2 separate regions of the Sus scrofa genome follow, and region 2 is linked to region 1. A link is a contact called in public Hi-C data. All regions are on one chromosome and are shown on one strand. The core of a region is the stretch at or near the end of the contact, and the rest is flanking DNA. Distances in the headings are between cores, read along the strand shown. Region 1 overlaps LOC102161092 (a long non-coding RNA gene). Region 2 has its middle 46 kb from the start of C1GALT1.

Region 1 (5,314 bases), core at 1,131-3,630:
TAACGTGGCCACATTCAGCTGCAAGGGAGGCTGGCAAGTGTAGCCTTTTCCTAGGAGACTCTGTGCCCAGATATAATAGGTTTTACTACCAAAGGAAAAGAGATGAGCAGATACTTTGTGAACTCTGCAAGCCTTCCCATGTAGAGGAGAGACTCACTATGGTTGCTCAATATTTTCACACACATTGAAATGAATAAATCCCTACCCTACCCTCAGCCTGTGGAAAACTTTCCAGGTATGAGAAATAGTCTCATGTTTTCCCAGAAATTGGTCAGGGATGTGGCAGTGGCTTGTTGGTGGATAGATGTGTGAAGGCAACACATCTCCCTTCAGTTCTTTTACGTTCCAGGTTATGTTAGGATCTTGCTTCTAAAAGTGTGTCCATGGATTAGCAGCTTCTGTATCACCTGGGAGCTTGTTAAAATTGCCAACTCTGCATACTAACAAGACCTGCACACTAACAAGTCTAGTTTGAGAAGCACTGTTTTCGAATGCTTGCCCCTCTTTTCCTCAACACACAGATAGCCAGACACATTGTGATTTGTGCTCAAGTGTTTCCTCCACAGGGCAACTTAGACCTGGAGCACAAAAGTCTGAAAGAATTCATGGAAAAGTGGTGTATTATAATTTAGATCATAAATTACTCAGCATTTCATGCAGGTTAGCTTATTATTCTATACAAAAAGCAATTAATAAATATTTTTTTTCTATGAGAAGAAAGTAACAAGAAGAATATGTTAAGACTGTATCTGGTAATGTACGGACATGATAAACATAATTAACATTGCTGTATGTTATATAAGAAAGTTGTTAAGAGATTAAATATGAAGAATTCTCTTCAAAAGGAATATAGAAATTTTTGCTTTAATTTCTTTTTTTTTCTTTTTAAGGGCCGCACCTGCAGCGTATGGAAGTTCCCAGGCTAGGGGTCGAATCAGAGCTACAGCTGCCGGCCTACTCCACAGCCACAGCAACTCGGGATCCGAGCCACATCTGTGATCTACACCACAGCTCGTGGCAACACCGGATCCTTAACCCAATGAGCAAGGTCAGGGATTGAACACGCATCCTCATGGATCCTAGCTGGGTTTGTTAACCACTGAGGCATGAAGGGAACTTCTAATTTTTCTTTTGTTTGTGTCGATACGAGGTGATGGATGTTCACCAAACTTGTAATTATTTCACGATATATGTAAGTCAAATTATTATGCTGTTTGGTTTCAATTTGTACAGTACTGTATGTCGATTACATTTCAATGAAACTAAGGAGAAAAAAAGATGTATTATATAAAATTCTTTGTATTACATATTAAAAAAAGAGTGGATCTGTTTGGATGATGGATCTCTGAATCATTTTCCAACTTTGTCATAGTTGTCAGAATTTTCTTTTATGAACATAAACTTTGTTAAAGTGGAAAAAATGTTTGAGAATTATATGAAACATATTTGTTTTAGCTGTAGCAATCAGTTAGCTAGCTAACAAACAGATCTCTAACTAGTCTGGAGGAAAACAGCAATGGCATGGGATCATTATGGATCCACCCAAGGCAAGCTTCTGCAGTTGCCAAAATAAACTGCTTATTCACAGGAGATGGGCAGTGCTTATTTTGGAATATTGCTCTTAATTGCTGACTTCTGCAACTCAAAAAATTTTACTGTCATTTCCCAACTTTGCTCTAACATATTTTCATCTTGAAACTTGGCACAAATGTAATTTTCTTTTCATAATTGAAATGATTCAATTCAGCTACATTTATTTATTGGACAGCTGAAGGTTACACAACTCTAAATCTTTTTTTTTTTTTTTTTCTTTTTGGAAGCAATGTAGAAGGGAATTAAAAACCATGGTCCCTGTGTATTTAGGAACTCACTTGGAAAGACTATTGTGAAATTCTTTGATAACTCTTTCAAAATTAGGATTTAAGTGTGCTAAATAATTTTATTCTGATTGAATATACTTATAACTATAAATATACATATACATACATGTTATTTATATTCATATGTATAAATATAAATTATACATATTCCCCAAACCCATGGTATATCTCATCCACTTGATATAAAAACAGGAATAAACTCTAGCCTTAAAGATCAAGATCCATTGGAGAAATAGTATGAAAGTAAGATGATTTCACAGTAACAAATGTTGAAGCACATCGAAGGTCTGGAGAAAGATGAAAAAGGACAAAGGGGAGCAGAGAAAGCATTAGGTTTCCTTAGTTGTTGGCATGAGCTCTTATAGGAGAGCTTACAATGGAAAATTCATGCCTGACCTTTGACTCCGTTTTTTTTTTTTTTGGCTGCCTTGAAATATGGAGTTCTGGGGCCAGGGTCAGATCTGAGCCACAGTTGTGACCTTTGCCACCACTGCACTGTTGCAGGATCCTTTTAACCCTCTGTGCTGGGCTGGGGATATAACCTTAACCTGCCTCCTGGCCCTGCAGAGACACCAGCGATCCCATCGCACCACAGCAGGAACTCCATGTTTACTGTCTGTCATATGTTTACTTGCTATCTTATTTACTGAAGTGTCTTTTTAGATCTTTTGCTCCCCCCTCTTTTTTCCTTTCTAGGGCCACACCTGAGACATATGGAAATTCCCAGACTAGAGGTTGAATCAGAGCTGCAGCTGCCAGCCTACACCACAGATAGAGCAATGCCGGATTGGAGCTGCATCTGTGAACAATGCTGCAGCTCACTGCAACGCTGGATCCTTAACCCACTGAGCAAGGCCAGGGATTGAACTGGCATCCTCAGAGACACTATGTCGTGTTCTTAACCTGCTGAGCTGCAATGGGAACTCTGTGACCCTTGACTCTTGAAACTGCAAAACTGAATTTTCCCAGAAGAAATTTTTACTCTAGTGGTGGAAGATTAAAAACAGTCAAGGATTAGTAAAGACTCAACATTATACCAGATGATTTTTTTAAAAAAACCCTATAATTCTCTGACATTTTAATTTGTGTATTGATTGATAAAGATGTTCATTTTTATGTATAGTGTAGTGGAAAAATATTGCCTGCCATATGGGTAAACAAAGGATGTGACAGACATCAAGCCAGCAGCCACCCCCAACTCTGCATCCTGAGGGAATTCAGGATGGAAAAAAAACAGGAAACAACTCCTAGATAGTCAAGGTGCATATCAAAGGAATGATTTCATTGAGCGAGGACTCTTACATTTCCCATATGTAAAAAAGCGCTAAATTCCTTAACTTGAGATATCTGGTTTCTTTTAATGGTAAACTTTCTATGTTCTGGATACCTGGCTTTTGTTGCAAAACTCCTATATATCTTGGCTGCTCCCTTATTTGTCTGGAGAAGGCCCTCAGAGCTATCTGAGAAGCTGTCTTCTGGCCTGAAGTCCTGAGTTTTTTTTGGCCAAATAAAACATAATTCTCAACGTTTAGGTTGTGCTTTTTTTTTTTTTTTTCAGTCGACAATAGCTTTGTTAATAATTCTTTGCATTTTTAAAAAACAGAAACCAAGATATTAAAATTAATGATTTTTATTTTTTTAGTTGCAAGAAAAAGATACCCGCTCACACTAGCATAGTTATTAGCAAGGAAGATTTATTTAGTGTTAGAGATATTTCACAGAATCCTGTGCACCTGGGTCTCACACAAACTAGAAAGCTGTTCAGAACTGAGGTAATCTCAGCTTCTTTTTGTTTGTTTTTTCTCCAGGGCCACAACCGCAGCATATGGAGGTTCCCAGGCTAGGGGTCTAATCAGAGCTGTTGCTGCTGGCCTACTCCAGAGCCACAGCAATGCCAGATCTAAGCCGCGTCTGCAACCTACACCACAGCTCACGGCAACGCCGGATCCTTAACCCACTGAGTAAGGCCAGGGATCAAACCTACAACCTCACGGTTCCTAGTTAGATTCGTTAACCACTGAGCAACAAAAGGAGCTCCTAATCGCAGCTTCTTTTCACTAATCTCAGTTTCTTCTCCACATCTATACCACGTTCATCTCCTTTGCTTTCTCATCATCTTGCAAATGGCTGCCTCAGCTACTGAGCTGACATGGCTTTGTCATTTCAATACTGACCCCCCCGCCCCTGTAAACAATCTCTGTATTTTATAGTGTGAATTCACAATGGATGGAAACTGATTGGTCCAGATCATTTGTCCAAGTCAAGTCACACCAATTGAAGGTCTCATCCAGCAAAGGATTGGCTGCCCTTTTGGAGCTGATATCTGGTCCTTCTCTACCTGGGAGAAGGAGTGATAGCATGTGATATGCTAGGCTGCCTTATTCTTCTTGCCATATCCTGATTTCAGATCAAAAATAAAGAAAGAAATTGGGTTTGGCCTCAGCAAACCCGAATTAATAAGATGAAGCTATAGAAGATTGTGCACATGAAATAAATAACATAACTTGGCTAAGTGACCAAATAAATGACAAAAAGTACCAAGGGATGAGAATTCAGTGTGATTTATAGTCACCTGAGAAATCTTATGACAATATGAAATGTTGCAAGCTGAAGGAGATTGTCAGATATGCCTCCCCACTCCCAAAACAAAAAAATAGTAGAAAAAAGATGTGTTGTTCCTTGAGTAACAAGTTGCAGATTAAAATTAACATTAACCATTTTTAATTTTTTTTTTATTATGCAAAGCTGCATGAGGTCTTCAGAAGATCTAAATAGACATTTCTCCAAAGAAGGCAGGCAGATGGCCAAAAAGCACATGAAAATATAGACTATCAGCAGAAACGAATCCAACTAATATCCATAAGGTCATGGGTTCATCCCTGACCTCGCTCAGTGGGTCAGGGATCTGGTTTGCTTTGAGCTGTGGTAAGGATGCATGCACGGCTCGTATCCCTTGTTGCTGTGGCTGTGGTGTAGGTGGGCAGCTGTAGCTCCTATTTGACCCCTAGCTCCTTTCTATACCTCTTTTCTTGACAAATAGATAGGTAGATAGATTATGCATACATTTTATTTCTTTTCTGAACCATTTGAGAGTCAGACATGGTACCATGTTTTACTTAAATACTTCATTGTGCATTTCCTTAGAACGTTCTCTTACACAAGAACTGGAAAAGTATCAAAATTAAGTAATTAACATTGATATAATTCTGTTGATCTTATTCATATTTTGCTACTTTTAAAAAAAGTTCTTTTTAGCAATAGAAATTTCCAATTGCCATGTTCTTTTTTTTTTGTTGTTGTTTCGTTTTGGTTTTTTTTTGTTTTTTAGTGCTACACCCATGGCATATGAAAGTTCCCAGACTGAATTGGAGCTGCAGCTGCCGGCCTACACCACAGCCACAGCAACACAGGACCCAAGCTGCATCTGCAACCTA
Region 2 (5,314 bases), core at 1,759-4,258, 110 kb before region 1:
TATCCAGAGTAATTTAAGGAGTTCTCAGTCAAGTATTGGTTTAGCTTTACTTCCCATCTTTAAATTGGGAAAAATTTAAAGTATCGAAAACAAAAAACAGAGTGAAGAGAGGGAAAGTCTAGACACTCTCGAAAGGCCAAAACAAAACAAAGGCTTGAAGACAGAAGCCAGAGATGACCTTCCTTGGCCACATTTTTACCGTGATTCTGTGGTGGACACCGTGGGGTGCAGCCCAGTCTCCCTGTCAAGTTTGAGGCACCTATTCTCCTGCTGCCAAGAATGTTGTAACTGCTGGCTCTCAGCCCTCAGCTAAGAAAGGTACCTTGTCCAAGATCATGCCTTCTCCCTGGGCAGTCCTTATCCAGTGACCTGGTAAATACAGGTTTCTCAGCTACCTGAAAGGAGACCGTTCCTATGAAAACTTTCTTCTTTTTAGTGCCACACCTGTGGCAGATGGAAGTTCCCAGGCTAGGGGGTCTTCAAATCAGAGCTGCAGCTGCCAGCTTATACCACAGCCACAGCAATCCCAGATCCAAGCTGTGTCTGTGACCTACACCACAGCTCACAGCAACGCAGGATCCTTAGCTCACTGAGTGAAGCTGGGGATCAAACTCTCATCCTCATGGATAGGAGTTGGGTTCTTAACCTGCTGAGCCATAATGGGAATGCCTTCTGTGAAAACTCTCATGAACTGAAAGCGCATAAAGCAAAGAAGCAATTACCTTAGGACGCATCTTGCTAACAGATGCACAAAGTAAATCAAGATAGAGCATAGATGTTCAACAACACAGTTCAAAACTATGGTGGCCTGATGCTGAGGTCCTGAGTGTAGTTCCCAGGGAAGGAGCTTGGCGATGCCACTCTCCCTCCTCTGCTCAAGGTGCGTGTGGTCACTGTAAAGGTTGCATCACTGCAAAAGCAATGCTGAATACTATTTTCACTTTTCACCTTTCTTTCATAAAAGTAAAAACCCTCTTTGGATTTCTTCAGATGAGCAAAAATAGGAACTAATATAGCTGTTTCATAAAAGTGAAGTGGAGGAAAGCAACTTTTGAAAAATGAAGGATACCTGTATAAGGGCCAGGTGGACAAGGCCGAAGGGCCAACCCAGGTCCAGAGTTTCCTTGAGGCACTGGCTCAGGCCCTTCTTAGGTCTGTTTTAGAGTTCAGCACCTCCCTCTGCACACACCTATCCCCTTTGCTTCCCTGTGGGTGTGAATCCTGCATGCTCATCTCAGGCCAGCAACAGATCCTAAAAATGTCCCATTAACCCTGAGGATAGACTGACTACCAGAGCCTCCACATTGGATGTGTTTGTGTGTGTAGGCATACATGTATGTGTTCTTGGGTTTAATTGGAGAAACAATGGGCAGACAATCTAGCAATCTAAAATATGACTGGAAAACAAATTTACTGATTTTAAAACTGCATTATGAACTTCGCATTTTAAGTCTCAATTTCATCTGCCAAAAACGGGTCAGAAAGCTAATAATGAAAAGGTGAAAAATTTGGAGAGGCATAGACATTGTGAATATACTAATTTTGATTTTATATGTTAAGGTCACATGCCTGATGTGATTTCAGTTTGGTAGGAGAGTAGACTGCAATTATTCCTATTCACCAACTCACCCTTTCACCACCCCGGTCTTTATCTTCCAGTGGGGAGATGAATTGAGAGCAAAAGATAAAATTACTAGCTGGAATTTTGTGAATATCATACTCAATGACTTCTAGGATACAGTCTTACATGAAGAGATTTAAGAAAATAGAATTGGGGAAAAACAGAATTACATATTTAGTTGAAAATTAGAAAGATGACATTTTAGATTCACAGAGAGCAAGAATTATATCTCCCGAAGATGCCTGCAAAGAGTAGGTCATGCATAAGTGTTTGTTCAACTAAAAGGATCTCAAGCTGTGACTTCATTAGTTAAACATTATAGCTGAAACATATCTGTGTGCTGTGGTCACAATCCAGGGGGTTTAGGCTAGGTTTGGTATTGACGACTCCTCTAGCTTTAAATAAATTCATTCTGTTACGTCAGTTTTTCTTAAACGTCAGTGTGCCTTGGCTCTAGAAGCCAGACTGTTCCTTGTCAGATCATTTCTGTCATTCTTTCTCACATAAAAGAGGGTGTGTATTGATTGGTGTACTATGAGGGTGTTAGGAGATTTTATGTCTATTTTACCACACTCCAGCCTCCTGGGTGTGATTTTGACTTATATTAAAGCTAATAAAAGAAGTCAAATGTTTGCTGACTTAGAACAGGTTGGGTTGAACCTCAGGAAGAAGCACCTGTGGAGCGGTGAAAGAGGAAGTAACGATGACAGCTCCTAATGTAAACATGATACACCATGGGGTGGGGATGATTTCCAATCCTTAGATGTGAGAAAGACAGTAACTTTTAGAGAGGAAACCATTAACATCCTAGCACCCTATTATGCAAGGTAGAGTCTGGAAAAAAAGTGTCAGTTCAAAGTAAATGAATCTACTTTCTTTAACTTCGTTAAAAACAATAAAAATAATACTCTCACCGATGATAATAACTGGACTTTTGGTAAAGTCACTGCCTCACATTTTTATACCATCTGTTTCCCTTGCTTCACTTATTTGAATTTCAGTAATAAGAAGAAGTTTGGGTAATTCTACATCCAAGATTTTAGATGCAGAAAGGAAAATAAAAGAACCCTTTAAAGCACATCCTGATAAGCAGGTTTCAAATAATCCTATGCAGTGATCTAGTGTTATTAAAGAGCAAATTTAGAAAATATTCTGCAAGTTTAGGATTTGTAAAGACTACTGAATTACTGAGGCTAATTAAATTACCCTGCTTAATACACAGCAAAGATTCCATATTAAAGCACTAATTTACATTACTATGAGGTAATCAATTAGCCATAAATGAGGTCATTGGTGATCTTAAAGTTTACCAGCACCAAGCAGTTGTTACCGTCTTTCCACCTTCTAAGTCAGTATATTATAAAGGAGACTGGATCTTGGTGTGTTATGAAACTTCAGACTCAGGTTAAATTTCACCACTCAGTTCTGCTTCACTTGCTCTGAGTCACTTGACCTCTGCACACCAGTTTTCCATTTGGTAAAATTTTTTGAAGACTTACTAGCTTAAGAGAATATAAAGACAATAAAATCTGAAAAGAAGGTCAAACCTAGTAAATTTATGAGTCCTTCAGATGGAAAATAACACCAAGTATTATTTTACTTAAGGATCTCAGAACTAGTGAGGGATCACTAAGATAACACAGGTGATTTATTTCCCAACCCTTTTTTTCTGCTTCCACTTTTGAAATTTTAAAGAGGATGAAGACTGGTTTGAAACTGGCTAGTTTTAAAAGGAAGATGACATTATAAAGTAACATTCTGTTAAGTTTCAAGGCTGATTTGTATTCTATTTAAGTGGCCGTAGCTGAAACGGGATCCTAAGACGTGTTTGAAACACTTAATGCAGGAAGATGAAGTAGGAACAGGATTGAGCCTGGTGTAGTCTCACCTGGATTTGGCTGTTGCTGCTCCAATGTGTGATTTAAGAACATGGAGTTCCCTTGTGGCATAGTGGGTTAAGGATCTGGCACTGTCACTGCAATGGCGTGGGTCTCTGCTGGGGCAAGGGTTCAATCCAGGCCTGGGAACTTCCACATCATGGGCATGACCAAAAAACAAACCAAACCCCTCCAAAGCAAACTAAAAAGAACAAACAACACAGACTTCATGAAATACAGTGTCAGATTACTGGGTGATTTTCCTTTCAGGGCTACAAATCCAGACCACACTCCTCAGGGTAAAGGTGGGATTTTCTCTGAAGGTAGTGAATGTTTTCACTCTGTTTCCCGTGGAGGGGCCAGTTCTCCAGCAGGAAGTGAGCAGAGAGCTTTAGAATGGGGTGAAGGGAGAGCTTCCTCATTTTTCTTGGGGGTTGATGTCAATTTGGCTGAGACTCTTAAACATTCAGTGGTATCTGGGATGCTTCTAGTGAGGGTGGTTCAGCTACCTCTGGAAACAGGTGGCAAGGAAAACACAGCTTAGAAAAAGGCAAGAAGATCCCACCAGGGATCTGGGGAGCATATCTACATTCTTCTCTGGACCTTTTCTTCTGTTATTTTAGAACATTCTGGAATGTCTGGTCTGTGCTGTGGTAATAAGAGAGAAGACAAATCCCTTCCTCAGAGCCAACATGATGGTAGGAGGAAGTCACAGCACAAGATGATGGTGCCCAGAGAAGCAGGCGATGGCAACCAGAGGAGAATCCTCTGCTTCACTGCTTCAAATAAAGTAGAAAAATACTTGTGATTCTGTTCCTAAAAGCTACCTCTGCCACAATGAGTGCCATTCAAAATCTCATGCACCACTTTTGCCAGAGGAGATGACATCAATTTGGGGTTAAAAATAATGTTTTCAAGTATTTAAAAAATGCACTCACATTTTGGGGTGGTAGCATCTAAAAGGAAACATTTCCATAGGAAAGAGGAAATTCTAGGATTTTATTGACATGTATTCTCTACATGAGTCCTTTCTTTCTTTTTTTTTTTTTTTGTCTTTTGTTGTTGTTGTTGCTATTTCTTGGGCCGCTCCAGCGGCATATGGAGGTTCCCAGGCTAGGGGTTGAATCAGAGCTGTAGCCACCGGCCTACGCCAAAGCCACAGCAACGCGGGATCCGAGCCGCGTCTGCGACCTACACCACGTTAACCCATTGAGCAAGGGCAGGGACCGAACCCGCAACCTCATGGTTCCTAGTCGGATTTGTTAACCACTGCGCCACGACGGGAACTCCGAGTCCTTTCTATTAATTCTAAGAAATGTTCTCTTCCTTCTCCTTTCTGTGAATTCTAGGAAAGTTCCTTCAGCTGGTGAGAGGGAACTGAAATTCACAAAAAGTATGTGATTTAAAAAAGGTCTTTAAAACATATACGCTAATGGAAAATGGGGGCAATAACAAGTCTAAGGAGATAACAGAACTGCTGCCCTGGTGGCCTGGCAGTTAAGGACTCAGCATTGTTACCGCTGTGGCTTGGGTTCCAACCTAGGCCTGGGAACTTCTGCATGCTGGGGGCGCAGCCCAAAAAAAAGAGATATGGGATGAAAGAAGAAAAGTATAGGGAAATATTCAAAGAGCCAGAAGTTCAGAGGCAAGAAGGGAGGGGAAATTCATCCAGGCAAGTAGGTGTGTAAAAATTAATTTTTATATAATAAATCACTTTTATGTCTAATTAAGCATATATCTTTACCACATAGAATAAAATTATTTGTTACATAAATCTAATACACATGAAAAGCAAGTTTTAACATTTTAAAGAGAA

The links. Hi-C and Micro-C count contacts between places; a contact is called where the count stands out from the background.
Region 2: a contact with region 1 is called in a Hi-C map of liver, with 5 times the contacts expected there. The contact joins two enhancer-like sites. A contact is called at or near these places in 4 of 47 Hi-C or Micro-C datasets (embryonic fibroblasts, liver and skeletal muscle).

The regions. Positions count from the first base shown.
Region 1 is chr9:77,445,542-77,450,855 of Sscrofa11.1, reverse strand. The region is part of intron 3 of LOC102161092 (a long non-coding RNA gene); the gene reads left to right. Among named protein-coding and RNA genes, the nearest start is that of C1GALT1, 61 kb to the left of the region's middle. Within about 2 kb of position 2,380, at least 6 of the 83 cell types and tissues checked have an H3K27ac peak or open chromatin away from gene starts, as enhancers often do. A contact at or near this core is called in liver, where this site is marked.
Region 2 is chr9:77,552,610-77,557,923 of Sscrofa11.1, reverse strand. No RefSeq gene overlaps it. Among named protein-coding and RNA genes, the nearest start is that of C1GALT1, 46 kb to the right of the region's middle. Within about 2 kb of position 3,008, at least 10 of the 83 cell types and tissues checked have an H3K27ac peak or open chromatin away from gene starts, as enhancers often do. A contact at or near this core is called in liver, where this site is marked.